2 separate regions of the Mus musculus genome follow, and region 2 is linked to region 1. A link is a contact called in public Hi-C data. All regions are on one chromosome and are shown on one strand. Each heading gives the region's core, a stretch centred on a gene start, on an enhancer-like site or on the middle of the called end of the contact. The rest is flanking DNA. Distances are from core to core; before and after follow the strand shown.

Region 1 (7,610 bases), core at 3,301-5,800:
GGGTGGAAAGTAAAAATACTGCCCTGAAGGAGGATACACTGTCTAACGCGAGGTGGGTGGAAAATAAAAATACTGCCCTGAAGGAGGATACACTGTCTAACGTGAGGTGGGTGGAAAGTAAAAATACTGCCCTGAAGGAGGATACACTGTCTAACGTGAGGTGGGTGGAAAGTAAAATACTGCCCTGAAGGAGGAGGAAGTGTGAGCACTAATATTCGTTAGCGTGAGAGATCCCAGCGTGGCCTCCGTGGCTTTCATGGCTTCCGTGGCTTCTGTGGCTTTTGTGGCATTGGGTTCTAGACTTCTATACTGTGGCAATTTCATTAGGTAGAGTAAGAGGTCCCACAGTGGCTTCTGTGGCTTTATCAGGTTCCGTACTTGCATACTGTGGCAGTTACACAGATTGAAAGTTATGACTTGTGTGTTCTGTTACCAATTTCTTTCCCAGAACAGGGATGGCATGTCCTTCACCAGGCCCAGGGGGTGTGGTCTGGGAAGGCTTTTTGCCTTCTCTCTCATTTTAGGTCCTACATGAATCCAAAGCAGACATTTTACTCAAATGTAGAGCACATATTTAAGTCCCTTATTTCTTTTATGGGCTTAGACTTGTACAGCTGAAGAAGAAGCTCTTAGGGGACACAGACAGGGTCGGACAAACCGGAGAGTGCCTGTGATGGGTGGGCTTCTGCTTTTAGGTTTGCCAGGACTGATGGAAGAGACTCGGGTCCAGGCAATGCTGAGACTGAGGCCCAGCCACACCTCTGGGACCAGTAGTGAACAGGGTGTTCTGTCTTGTTGTCATTGAATATAATGGCCCTGGTTGTATTTTGTCCTCTGTCCTTTAAAATTGGTCTTTGTTTTTGTCAGGGAACAGTAAATGTGACCACAGAGATAGGATTGCTTGTTAGGATGCGCTTCGGCTTCTGGGGTGCAGTTGGAGTGGGTGCAGGGGTGGAGGAGAGGGGAGTGGGTGGAGGTAAGGAGAGTGGGTGCAGGGGTGGAGGTGAGGAGAGTGGGTGCAGGGGTGGAGGTGAGGAGAGTGGATGTAGGGGTGGAGGTGAGGAGAGGGGTGCAGGGTGGAGGTGAGGAGAAGAGAGTGGGTGCAGGGTGGAGATGAGGAGAGGGGTGCAGTGATGGAGGTGAGGAGAGGGGTGCAGGGTGGAGGTGAGGAGAGTAGATGTAGGGGTGGAGATGAGGAGAGGGGTGCAGGGTGGAGGTGAGGAGAAGAGAGTGGGTGCAGGGTGGAGATGAGGAGAGGGGTGCAGGGTGGAGGTGAGGAGAGGGGTGCAGGGTGGAGGTGAGGAGAAGAGAGTGGGTGCAGGGTGGAGATGAGGAGAGGGGTGCAGTGATGGAGGTGAGGAGAGGGGTGCAGGGTGGAGGTGAGGAGAAGAGAGTGGGTGCAGGGTGGAGGTGAGGAGAGTGGGTGCAGGGGTGGAGGTGAGGAGAGTGGGTGCAGGGTGGAGGTGAGGAGAGGGGTGCAGTGATGGAGGTGAGGAGAGGGGTGCAGGGTGGAGGTGAGGAGAAGAGAGTGGGTGCAGGGTGGAGGTGAGGAGAGTGGGTGCAGGGGTGAAAGTGAGGGGTGGGCCTCTTGCAGCCTTGGCTTAATTCACTATCTTTTTTTTTTGTTGCTGTTGCTTTTCTAAATTAATTAACAATTTCCCCTGGTCATGGTAGCACACGCCTTCAGTGCCAGCACTCGGGAGGCACAGGGTTGGGGCTGGGGTTGGGGAAGGGGCAGGGAGGGATCCATGAGTTTGAGGTTAGCCCTGTCTATAGAACAACTTAAAGGACAGCCATGGCTGTGCAGAGAAACCCTGTCTCAACAAACAAACAAACAAACAAACAAACAAACAAACAAACAACAAACAAACAAGTGTGTGTGATAATCATGTGTATGCATGGGTGTGTGTCTGTGATAAGAATGTGTATGCATGGGTATGTGTGATAAGCATGTATATGCATGTGTGTGATAAGCATGTGTATTCATGTGTGTGATAAGAATGTGTATGCATATGTGTGTGTGTGATAAGTATGTGTATGCATGTGTGTGTGCTTGTAAGTATGTTTATGCATGTCTGTATGTTATAAGCATGTATATGCATGTGGGGAGTTATAAGCATGTGTGTGTGTGTGTGTGAGATAAACGTGTGTATGCATGGATGTGTTTGCCTGTGTGAATGTGTGGAGACCAGAGATCAAGTTTGGGGGATCCTCCACTATTACTCTGTGTGTGTGTGTGTGTGTGTGTGTGTGTGTGTGTGTGTGTGTGTATACATGTGTGAGTTTGGAGGGCAGAGGACACCTTGTGGGAGTTGGCTCTCTGCTTGTACCAGGTGCTTCTGGGGCTCAAGTCCCCGTTGTCAGGCTTGACAGCAGGTGCCTCTTCCAGCTGAGCCACCTTCATGGTTCTCTGTCTTACTTCCTCACACAGGGCTTCTCTGTGAACTTAGACCTTGCCGTTTTGGAAGCCTGGTCATGCAGAGAGCCCTGGGGGCCAGCTTGTCTGCTGTCTCCCTCTGCCTGGGAGGCACATATGACCATACTTGTTTATATATATATATATATATATATATATATGGGTGCTGGGGACCCTAATGCTTGTATGGGCAAGCACTGTACTGTTGGGCTATCTCCCCAGTTCAGATTAGTATATTTTTACATGTCAATATATTTTGGTGTGTTGCTGTATAAAGTGGGATCTCCCCACTTTACCATTTAGCATGACTCATGACAAATTTGGGGTGGTCGTTGTTATCGTTTAATGTCAACTGAAGAGAAAGAATTTAAATTTGCCACATGCATCCCTAACATATATCAAACTCGCAGGAGTCATTTACATGTAGGAGGGCCTGTGGGTCTTGAGTGATGGCTGGCTAGAGACATGGCTTTTGATTGTAGCTGAAAGAGGACCTTGATGTTCTGGGATGGCTGTTTCTCAGCTGAGTGGCTGATGGCCTGTTGGGGTAGGACCCTGGTGGTAGTGTGAGCCTGGCATCTCTGTTGGCAGGGATGCCGCTGCCTGGGGACCACAGCTAACTTTGTTTTCAGGTTGCCTTGGTGTAACAAAGTATCCCTCATGCCTGTGGAGTGTGCTTCTTGCCCCGTGTATCTCCTCCCGGTTGGTTCCTGTCTAGGTCAGTGCTCTGCGTTGAAAATGGAGTGTGGGCGGTGGCTTGTGTATCCTTAGGCCATGTCCCCTTGTATATTCTGTACCCTGGAAAGTTAAGGAGTTGGTCTAGTTCACTTGTTTATTTTTAATTATTATTTTTTCTTCTTGAAAATGCACTTTATTATTTTTCCCATTACATGAGACTTGAGACTTTGATGTGGAGGTTCTGCAGAGCTGAGTTTTCACTGGAAAGACAGACTCTGCCCCTGTCAGTTTTACTGTATGAGAGCGAAGGAAGGCAAATCTGCTCTGGCCTCTCAGCCCTCTCAGCCCTCTCAGCCTCCAGTGGTCACAGGACCCTGGTTGGCCCAGGACAGTGGCTGGAGGGAGGCTCTGTGGAAGAGAGGCTAAGGGAAGATGGTCAGGTCTGGGGACACACAGAATATGGCTGGCCTGATGTGGAGGCCTTGGTCAGAGAAGGAAACTGTGTCACCGAGGGAATGAAGCCTGCCAGTGCCTGGAGCTGAGTGATGGATGGAGGAGGGAGGAGCCGGGCTGGCTGTTCCTGAAGTTCCTGGATCCCAGAGAAAACTTTGAGCTCTATAATTGAATTATTTCCTCTCCATTCAGGTAGTGCCTTGCTTATAGTAGGGACACATATTATGTATCTTGGCCATTTCTCCTTCTGGAAAGAGAAATTGGAAACTCCTGGAAATGTATGGAGACCTCTTCTTTATTGTTTCATCTCCGTAGTTGGCATGGAAACAGATATGGGTTGATTGTTTCCCAACCATAGCTGATTGATCCAGGGACTTTTCATACTTGATTTCTTGGAATATCAGAATTGGATTGAGACAGGAGCATGGCTTCTTGCCTGCTAGTGGAAGTAGCGGATGGTAGAGAAGCGCTGTTGGGGGTGTGTTCTGTCTATCAGTGTGGACAGCAGAGAGAAAAGAAGCAAGGCCACCAAGAAAACAAGAGCTGAAACTTGGAGGGTTGGGGGGGGGTGATATTTTCTGCGACCTCCAGAAGCTCCAGGCTCATCCAGATCTTACCAGAATCCACGTGTTGACTGGATAACATGGTAATATTATTTCTTTCCTTGCTTCCTGCGTAACCCAGGACTGGAAGTGCCTACCACCAAGATCAAATCATTTCCTGTGTATGCAGATGTTTGCAGACGTTTCCAATAACTCTTGCCTCAGTTCTCTCTTACGATGCGGAGGTTCAGAAAGCTTGCTAAAGTCCCAGCAGGTCTCTCGTTGAGTTAGATGGAAGATATCAAGGGTTGGGAAAAGCCAGGCTCACCTCATGTTTCCTGAGAGTGAAGACGTGCCGGGAGGAACGTACTGTGTAAGCGGGAACGCCCAGACAGTGCGAACCCTGGCTTTGCATGTGAAGCACAGGAAGAGCTAGGTCCTGCTCCAGTGCCCACAGAACTCTGGTCCTTCTAGGCGGTGGTGTAAACAGCAAGCAGTGTTACCATCACCCAGAGCGTGGCTCACTTTCACCAGCCTTGTCTTCCTGATTTTGTCTAGCTCACAGCAAGCAGCTTCGCACACAGATGGTCCCTTGTGCTTGACTGGTCTCAGCCTGGAAATTTGGATGGGTGTTCTTTACCAATGGTGGGTGAGCTTTGAGAACGTCTAGCCTACAGATGGACAAACTAGAGATCGGTCCACAGTGCGGAATGGGTAGTTAATAACTAGAGACAGTTCTGTGCGTTCGGAACTGTATGTATACTCTATTTCAAGCGAGTTATCTGACCCTTCTGTTTTTTTCTTTTTTTTTTTTTTTCTTTATTTACTTAGCAGTAGCCCAGGCTGGCCTCAGACTCACTATGTAGTCTAGGATATCCCTAACTTCATATCCTCCTCTTCCTCTTATCTCCCTGGTGCTGTGATTATAGGCATGCACCGTGGTGCCCAAGTTAGCCACTGCTGAGGGCAGCACCCCAGAGCTTCAGGCATGTTAGGGAAGTACTCCGCCAACATTGCTACACTCTGGCCCTTCCGAATCTCAGTGCTCTGATGGTGACGTGTTGATAAGGGGACTTCATGGGGACGTGGTTCAGTACAGAAACACTTTATCACACAGTGAGTGTTTAGCAGTGTTCAGCGTCTAACGACTGGTAGCAATGGTTTTGGATAATATTATGTGCAGGAGTTATCAGCACCTAGAATTTGACAAGTGCTGTCTGTGGCTTTTCAGTCTGCCTTCTCCAAAGTCTGTGTCCATAGCTTCCGAACATCATCGGGTAAGCATCCTCCCGGCCTTACCAACTCCAGAAAGCAGGTTTGGAGACAGGAGAGGTAATCCCAAATGAATGGCAGTTTGTTCGGTCAGGCCCAGTCTGCTGGGTCTGGGGTGCAAGACCAGGCCTCATCTTGTGCCATAGTCCTATGTTGACTGCATTGCCCTAGCCACTGCAGAGGACAAACAGCAGTCGCTGGCTCCCTGGATTTGCATGCGAGGACACATGGAATTTGTAAAAGGTGCAGTTAGACACTGCTACCAACCTCAAACCTGTGAATATGAGAGGGTTGATAAGGCTCTGTGTTTTCTCCGAATCATTTATTTTTTTGATTATTAACATTTCCTGTTCAAATCTCCTGGTGATCAGAATATAGTTTATTGTTTTCTCTTGCTCAGTGGTAAATTTTTTTTTATAAGAAAGCTGAGTTTGAAATCTCCTTGATACCAGAAAGACACTGGGTCTGGAGAGCCACGATTTGAGGACTGTTTCAGACCCTGGTATGTCAGCTGTATTTTAGGAAACAGTAGTCAAACTAAGTATAAGAACACGCCGTGTGGATGGGAAGGGGTTTTGAGGGCTGAGGTGCAGGAGGAATGGTGGAATGGCTAGTATCAATACTTTGACTGGATTTAGAGGCACCTAGGAGACAAACCTGGGCATGTCTGTAAAATAAAATGTAGCTAGGTGGGAGGGGCACTGCTAGGAGGTGTGGCCTTGTTGGAGTAGGTGTGGCCTGGTTGGAGGAAGTGTGCCACTCAGAGCAGGCTTTGGGGTCCCCGATGCTCAAGCCACATTAAGTGTCTCACTCTCTCTTCCTTGCTGCCTGCTGATCCAGAGGTAGAACGCTCTGTTCCTCGCCAGCACTGTGTCTGCCTGGGTGCCACTGTGGTTCACACTCTGATGACAGTGGACTAAACCTCTGTACTGTAAGTCAGCCCCAATTAAATGCTTTCCTTTACAAGAGTTGCTGTGGTCGTGGTGTGCCTTCACAGCCATGAAACCCTAAAGGCAGATGGTAAGAAAATAGGATGCGTTTGCCCTGGAAGGGAGGTGAAATGAAAGCCTGTCTTAGTAGTTAAAAGCTAGTGGAAGAGAAAGGATTTTCCTGATTTTCTCAAACTGTAGACTTGGAGGGGCATATCTTAAGCTGCTTATGAAAAGCATTAGGGGGAAACTTAAGTTGGAATGATTGTAGCCAATAAGGTAGTCAGTCAGTAAGCCCTCTGTGAGCCCACAGTACCAAGCACTAAGCTGTGTCTAGTGACTGAGCCTCTATTTTATAGATGGGGAGTGTCTTACTTAGGGTCTCTATGACTGTGACAAAACACCATGACCGAAAAGCAAGCTGGGGAGGAAAGGGTTTATTTGGCTTACACCTCCACATCGCTGTTCATCACCAAAGGAAGTAAGGACAGGAACTCAGGCAGGGTAGGACCCTGGAGACAAGAGCTGATACAGAGGCCGTGGAGTGATGCTGCTTACTGGCTAGCATCCTCATGGCCTGCTCATTCTCCTTTCTTATAGAGCCCAGGACCACCAGCCCAGAGATGGCACCACCCACCATGGGCTGGGCCCTCCCTCATTGATCACTAATTGAGAAGATGCTGGAGGCATTTCCTCAACTGAGGCTCCTTCCTCTCTGATGGTTCTGACTTGGGTCAAGTTGATACACAAAGCCAGTAGAGTGAGAGTGGGATTCTTGGAACCTGTGTGTGCACACTGAGGTGACCGGGACTCCAGCCTTGAAGAGACAGTGTCACCATCCTGGGCAAATGAGAGTGGAGCAGGTTCTGTGAACATGGCCTGCTGTGTCCCATGCAGTCCAGTGTGCCCCAACCAGAGCTGTTAAGATGTGGCTGTTCAGTGATGGGAAGGAGCGAGCCTGCAGGGCTGGAGATGATACATGGGTATGGTGTGTCCCTTGGATGACCACAGATAAAGTCTGAGAAGGCTGGGGAAGAGTGTCAGACAAAGGGTGGGAATGTCTGTGTGGTTCAATTAACTGGATATGTCCGGAGTGATCTGGCGCTCCCTTGAAAATTGTAGCCGTTTGTTGTCCTGAACGGTTCTCTGCATCCGTGGAGCCTGGCAGGGTATAATGTGCTTTGTGGTGACAGAAGGCTTAGAAGGGTCTCCGTGAGAAATAGCTGCCATTGCCGATGGGTTAGAGACCAACTTATCACAGTAACAAATACCTTACATTAGCGGCTCACTGTGAACACTTGCGTGGAGTGTCATTCTCCT
Region 2 (6,855 bases), core at 1,187-3,686, 82 kb before region 1:
TAGCTCTGTTATTCCCAAAGGACTTTCTGCTAATATAATGTCTGCCCACTGCTCTGAGTCACAAAACATGACAATAAAACTCCTGTCCTGTGGCTGACCCTGGCAGTCCTTCAGAAACATTGTCTCACCGAAACCAATACATAGACTTGAGGTTCCTGGGCATGGAGGGCTTATCCTGGGGTGGGGCTGCAAGCTCTCCTCTGCTTTATTTTTCAGAAACTGCCAGGGGCCAGCAGGGACTGTGCACGAAGGCTGCTTCTCCATGTCGCAGTCTCTTCTCTTCTACTTCCCCCAATCCTTGTACTTTGTGGATTTCTAAAGTTCCTCTGCTTCTGTCTTTGGGATGAAGTCTGTTGTCTTCAATTTCTGTGTATGGATGTTTTGCCTGCGTGTGTGTCTATTCACCACCCACAGAGGCCAGAAGAGGGTGTTAGATCCCCAGAACTGGAATACAGACAGGGGTAGGTTGCTATGCTGTGTGGGTGTCAGGTAGTGAACCTGGGTCCTCTGGAGGAATCAGTGCTTTTAACTGTTGAGCCATCCCCACAGCACATGAATATGTTCTTGACTCTGAGTTTCTCCTCAGCAGCTCTCACAGAGGCAGCCCCTAGTCCACTACCTAACTTGAAACCTGTGTGCCTCTTGATACCTGTTCTGTGCAGTGCTGATTGTCATCTTCAGTGTTGTTTATAAAAGGAATCAGAGGCTTGGGTTTGAGCTCTGGGGAAGATGCTTGTCTAACATGTGTAAGGCCCAGGTTTGAGCCCCAGCATCCTAATCTGTAATAGGCAGGCTTTGTCATGGAAGAAGGCCGTGCCGGTTCTGATCTTTCCTTTGCGCTTTAGGGCATCTTCCACCTTTGTTTTCTACTCTGTGGACTGTTCTGGGAGTTGGAGTTGGTGGAGCTGTAACTTCCACTTTGCATTTTGTATCTATAATCAACTATCTCCATCATTTTCCTGGTCTAAATGTTGCTGACGTTGCCAGGAGATGGTGTTGGCTGTACGCTGTTTGTGTAGAGTCTCAAGTGAAGGTATGCTCATCTTCAACTCACAGGCTCAACTCTGCGTTTCCTCTCAGAGGAGCCGACGGCTGAGCAGAAATCCCTTAGAGTCAGTGGTATCAGTTAGGCTAACTCTTTCATGTGTCTGTTAGACAAACATATGGACAGTGCTCAGGCTGGGAACCAGATGCCTGCTGAGCAACGAGGAGAGCAGAGGAATTGCCTGCTGAGACTCCTAGGCCAGAAAGGGAGGCGTGACCTCTGACCTTGCTGCAAAGCTGTGGGGGGAGGTTCAAATCACCTTTAAAAATATTTGTTTTGTTTGTTTGTTTGTGTGTGTGTGTGTGTGTGTGTACATGCATGCAGGTGGTGTGTAGTTTGGACATGATGCAGTGGCTTGTGCTTCTAGTCTCTGCACTTGAGAGCCATAGGCAGGCAGATCTCTGTGAGTTCAGAGCCAATCTGCTCTGTATCAAAAGTTCCAGGTCAGATGAGCTATGTAGTGAGATACTGCCTCAAAACCACAAATGCTTAGAGTAGGGTATTTGACAGTAAAATATATGAAATACTCAAGATCAGTTTTGAAATTTCAACTTTTGCAAAAATTTCTTAATATTTCAAGATGTGGATAAGTAAATTACATTCCTGCTGCTGAGTTAAGCTAGACTAGTGGACACTTAGAGGGTCCTGATGCAATAACGTGTGTCTGGGGCGATCTACAACCCCATTTCCTTTGCTGTGACCTTAGAGAGGCACATCATGCCATGCTGGGCAATCTTCCACTGATGTCACTTCAGTTGGCTCATCTAATTTTTTAAGTGATTTGTCTTTTTTGAAACCAAAGGGTACTATTAAAAACATCACATCAGCTAGGCATGGTCACAGACCTATCAACCCAGCCTCAGAAGACTGCAGCAGGAGGATCATGAGACCAGCCTGGGTTACATAATGAGAACTTATCTGACAACAATAAGAACTGTCTCTGTGGTATCACTTATCTTCACCAGTGACACATGTACAGGACAAAGAAAATGTCTTGCAAGACCCTTATGATGGTGGGGTGCTTCTGACATTATCTGGGGCTTAAAACCTAAGTTTTAATAGGGAGATGTGTCCCTTCTGGGAGAAGAAAACACATATATTCAATGAATGACAGGTCTCAAAAAACAACAGATAAAATTGCATTCTTATCATATATTCAAAGGAAATACGTATTTTGGTACTTGTGATGGAGTAGGGTAAAGGGCAGGTGCAGAGCGGAGATACAATGTTGCAGTTGTTGAGCCTAGCAGGGGTGGGGGGTCAGAGTGTGGCAGCACACAGACATGATAGCTTTGTTCCCTGGGAAGTCCCTGGTCAGAAGACCCTCCTTCCCTTCTCACCCCAGCTGTTTTTTGTTTTGTTTTGTCTGATTTTCCACGGGGTCATGAACAGAGGACCTGACAAACCAGGAGAAAGGTCATGCGGTTTCCAGCTGCAGTGCACTGTTTGTTTGCTGAGTATTCAAGTCAGCAGTACTTTTTGTGGTTTTGGTTTTTTCGATGTTTTTTTTTTTTTCTTTTCAACTTCACACTTTTGACTTTCCAAAGCAAGTAGGAACCTCACATTTTTGAGGGTCCCCAATCTCCTCATGCTATTTGATCCAAAAACTACCTACAAATTCAAGGCAGTCTCAAAATATTGTGTGTAGTTAGGAGGTGGGGGAGAAGGGATAGGGAGAAATATGATCCAAAACAATAAAAGTTGAAACCAACTAAGACGCCAGTTTTCTCCAGGCAGCTGGGACACAAGCAAGGTTCCACTCAGCACTTGAGAAGTTCCACTTAGTGACGGTTGTGGAGTTTTCTCTTGGCCACAGTGTGAGATGGCCCAGGTGAGCTTTAGTCTTTCTTTAAATGATCCACTGATGCCTTTAAAGCTACTGTTTGTCAGAGTTTTTATAAAATACAATCATGAATCCAAAGAACACAGCGTCACCTTCACACATAGGTACTTTCCCCAAGTATAGTGAGAAGGTCACCCACGAGTGCTTTGTCCACAGTGCTTAAGAGTCATTTTCCAGTTTTCCTGCAACATCACAGTACTTCTCTTAACTTTCGCTTTGAGACATTGCCCCACTCTGCAGCTCAGCCTGATCTGGAACTCACTGTGTAGCCCAGGCTGGCCTTCCTTGAATTCACGGCAATCCTTCTGCCTCCACCTCCAGGTGTTGGTGTTGGGATGGCAGATCTGAGGAACCTTTCTTGATGCCACCCTCTCTGCCTAAACATAGAATTTAGTCCACTATAAAGTCCGGTTAATGTGTCCAGCTGACATGTCAAGACACCTGTTAAGTGGACATTTTCAGAGAAGGCATAACTACCTCTGAACCCTCATTTCTTCTTCTTTGATTCTCTTGTAAGAAAACAATTTCACAGCCACTCCATAAGGAGGTGACATAAGTTTCTCTACCAGGACTTGTGTGCGTGACAAGATAATTCTGCTGACTCTAGTCTGGGCACTTTCGAAGTTCATCCAGATGGCTGCAATCTGTCCTTCTGACTGAGGAATGTGCCTAGACCTGTGGCAAGCTCAGGCTGTTTTCCTCCATGCTTCCTCTAATCCAAGCTGCAGCTTTGCAGCATGGTATCCACTGAAACCACAGCCCCACAGCAGCGACCCAAAGCTGCTCAACAAATGTAGGGAAAGCTTGGGACCAGAATGATTTGATTGGTTTCCAGGGTCTGTTTTCTCTGTAATGTTTTTATTAGTAATTATTAACCACCCATATAATGGGTTTTGTTGTGACATATTAACTGCCTCCAGACTTAGAAAACAGTTCTTTGGTTTAGTTAGGACCCTTGCTTATTTTCATTAAACACTCTAAACCTGCTAAGCGTGTAAGTTCCAAACATTTTAGTTAGCGATGAAAATAAAAACTCATCTTGAACCTGCTTCATAAATAATGAAAGTTTGGTTGTTCTGGTGTCCACAGGACAAGGCAGGGAGTAGCTGAGGGACAATCAGGAGACCTATGGCCTCATGTCCCGTCCGCTAGGCCTTCTGTCCCTCCATCTCTTATGTTCTCCTTTTGCAGGCCAGTTTCAAAGCTACTTCCAGACAATCTCCTTTGCCTGGTTGGAAGCAAAACATTGAGCAGCATCCTCACCTGGCTTGCATCAATTGTGTCCTCGTGTATGTGGTCCTATCATGTGTGCTGTGGCGTTCATTAGCGTTCCCATGTCAAGGAGAGAAGCTCCAAGATAAAAGCACATTCAAGGGGGAGAGTGCTCCTCACCTTGCACGCCACTGAAAGCCCAGAGTGAGCAGGTGACATTGAGTTCCTGCTGCTGTCCTGATCAGGTGATGCCTTCCAGGAGGGGAGGCACAGTGACCTGCCCCTAGCAGCTTAAAGGGAGCACCGTCATTGTTATTCTCTGACCACATTTCCCATGACACTTGGCACCTAGCTCAGCACTGGGGACACAGATGCTAGCCCACTGTCCCTCCAAGCACGAATCCCTCTCAGCACAGTCACGTCTTCCCATGGCTTCAGTGTGCTTCAGGGGTGCTTCAGCTTCCACACAGTCCATCCGGAGCTCTGGAGCTGACCTCCGGATCCCGTAAAAAGGAGCGTTTGACAGTTCTGACTCACTCGCTCTCTCTGAGTGCTGTGGCCTTCCTGGGGAGACTTTTGCATACACAGAGAGCATGTCTGTTGCAGAGCTGCTCATCCTTGGCAGCCACAAACCTGGTTCTAATCCCAGCACTGAAAGTAACAGTACTACACTCTTGGATTCTCACAGACCAGTAAGTGAAAAAAGAAGTCAAACCTTCATTGGACTCAAAAAATTCAAGCAGTTCTAATTTATACCTCTCTTCATTTAGGTTTTCTCTGCCACTCATTTTATCCTTGGTCAAGCAATTTATTATTAAAGGTCTCCTTCATGCACAGCATGATTCTAGATAAGACACTCCTTGTTGAGGTTGTGTAGTACACATCTTTTCACAGGACTTTCAACTTCAAGCTGACCCCCAAGTCGTGGTCTGTCTCCCAGCTCCCCAGCTGCCTCCTCTTCAAAATGTTTCATTATATTTTCTATGTTTTTGGTTCTTCCTTCTATAAATCATATTTATGTTTATGTGAAAGTCTACCAATTCACAGGCAGCTCCACTCCTCCTAGAGTGTTGTTTGCAGTAGGGTTGGGGAAGGAGAGAATGGCTGGGTGTTTTTATAGTGAGTGAGAAATGTGCCTTGGGAGGCGGCAGAATGCAGACAGCCAACAGGATGCAGCCTGGACACATTTATCTCATTTCCTGAAGCACTTTCTTAAAAGATCTATGTGTGTGTGTGTGTATGTATGTGTATGTGTGTATGTATGTATGTATGTATGTGTGTGTGTGTACACATCTGTGAGTGTGAGCACACATGTGTGTGCGGATGTATGTGCCTGTGCACACACAGAGGCCAGAAGGGACACTGGCTTCCTCAGAGCTGGAGTTTCAGGGCCTTTGCTGGCTCGATATTCGGGTGCTGGATTCAAATTCTAGTCTTTGCGATTGTGTAGCAATTGCTCCTACCGGCCATGCAATCTCCCCACACCTGTAAAGGAGGGAATTTTAAAGTACATTTCTGTGTTTTAAAGTTTGAATAAGGGACAGGGGCCAAGGGAGTCAGGGAAGTAAGAGAAAATAAAGCATGACTCTCTCCGAGTGGGAAGAGGCCCAAGTGTAGCCCGCTCTGCTGCAGCCTCCTGACTTTCGTCTAACCTCACCTGTATTAGTAACTCTCCAGTGGCTTCGGTGAAGCGCCTGGAGAAGGGAAGGGTTCGTTGAAGTGGAGATTTCTGGTTTCGCTGGAAACTCAGCTGGGCCACGTGATGTTTTTCTGGAAGCTGTCTTGTTGAGAGGCTGCTTTGCTTGAGCCGATGCGTGACAGGGTGTGTGGTGTTTGGAAAGAGGATAAACGGAACCCCACAAACAGTGAGAGGATGCTCTGGCATTTGATGCCACCGTGCAATGCTTCGCTGGTCTTCACTTCACAGAGAGAAACGTGCCAAAGAACTTCGCGGTGTTCTGGCTGATGCTCGCCGCTTCTGCTGACTTGTGTCGAGTCAGTGAAGCCTTGCGGTTCCTGCTGGATGGAGCTGCTGCTGCTGATGATCTGTGTTTGGTGTTTGCTATTGGACTGGGCTGCTGGTACCCTGACAATGAAGGATGGAATCTCCCCCCAAAGAACTACTTCCAAACAGGTCCACATCTCCCTTTTCCTATAAACCTTCTTTTCCTCCTACCTTTGGTCGGTGGACTAGAAGGGAGGTTTAAGAACTCTAAATAAAGTAGGTTTAGAAAAAAATCTAAGCCTATGGTTTATGGGTTGCAGTTTGGTAGGAACTGGTCCATCAGGGTAGGAAGTCATGGTGACAGGAGCATGAAGCTGCTGGTCACCATGTACCTGCAGCGGGGAGCCGACAGCGAGGACTGCTAATGCTTTGCTCATTTTTCCTTTTTCGTCAGCCTCAGATCCCCGCCCGCTGGATGGTGCTGTGCATGCTTATACTGAGTCTTCCCATCAGTTACCCAGTGTAGAAACTCTCAAAGGTGTGCCCAGAGGTTTGTATCTATCCTAGGTGACTCTGTTGAATTGATAATATTAACCATCAAACATCCAAGTGTCAGGTGTGGCACACATTCGTCTTCCCGTGTCTGCTGCTGAAGGTATGGAATTGTGGGGCTTGTGAGGGTCTAAGGGAAGGAAGTTGGTTTGAGTGCTGAGGGAGCCGCCTGAAATCCTATCTCTGTTCTTGGAGATGTCCGAATCCAGTGACTTCCTTTGGTTTTCTGTAACCAGACCTCTTTCCCGTGTATATAGT

What was found. A called contact is a pair of places that touch in the nucleus more often than the background predicts.
Region 2: a contact with region 1 is called in a Hi-C map of the G1E-ER4 cell line, with 1.9 times the contacts expected there. The contact joins two enhancer-like sites. A contact is called at or near these places in 8 of 484 Hi-C or Micro-C datasets (CD8 T cells, the G1E-ER4 cell line, the N1E-115 cell line and 4 more) and 2 of 115 datasets of contacts at active chromatin or transcription factors (fetal liver and large pre-B cells).

The regions. Positions count from the first base shown.
Region 1 is chr3:153,679,476-153,687,085 of GRCm38.p6, reverse strand. The region is part of intron 1 of St6galnac3 (ST6 (alpha-N-acetyl-neuraminyl-2,3-beta-galactosyl-1,3)-N-acetylgalactosaminide alpha-2,6-sialyltransferase 3); the gene reads left to right. Among named protein-coding and RNA genes, the nearest start is that of St6galnac3, 42 kb to the left of the region's middle. Within about 2 kb of position 4,550, at least 24 of the 459 cell types and tissues checked have an H3K27ac peak or open chromatin away from gene starts, as enhancers often do. A contact at or near this core is called in the G1E-ER4 cell line, where this site is marked.
Region 2 is chr3:153,760,487-153,767,341 of GRCm38.p6, reverse strand. No RefSeq gene overlaps it. Among named protein-coding and RNA genes, the nearest start is that of 5730460C07Rik, 28 kb to the left of the region's middle. Within about 2 kb of position 2,436, at least 44 of the 459 cell types and tissues checked have an H3K27ac peak or open chromatin away from gene starts, as enhancers often do. A contact at or near this core is called in the G1E-ER4 cell line, where this site is marked.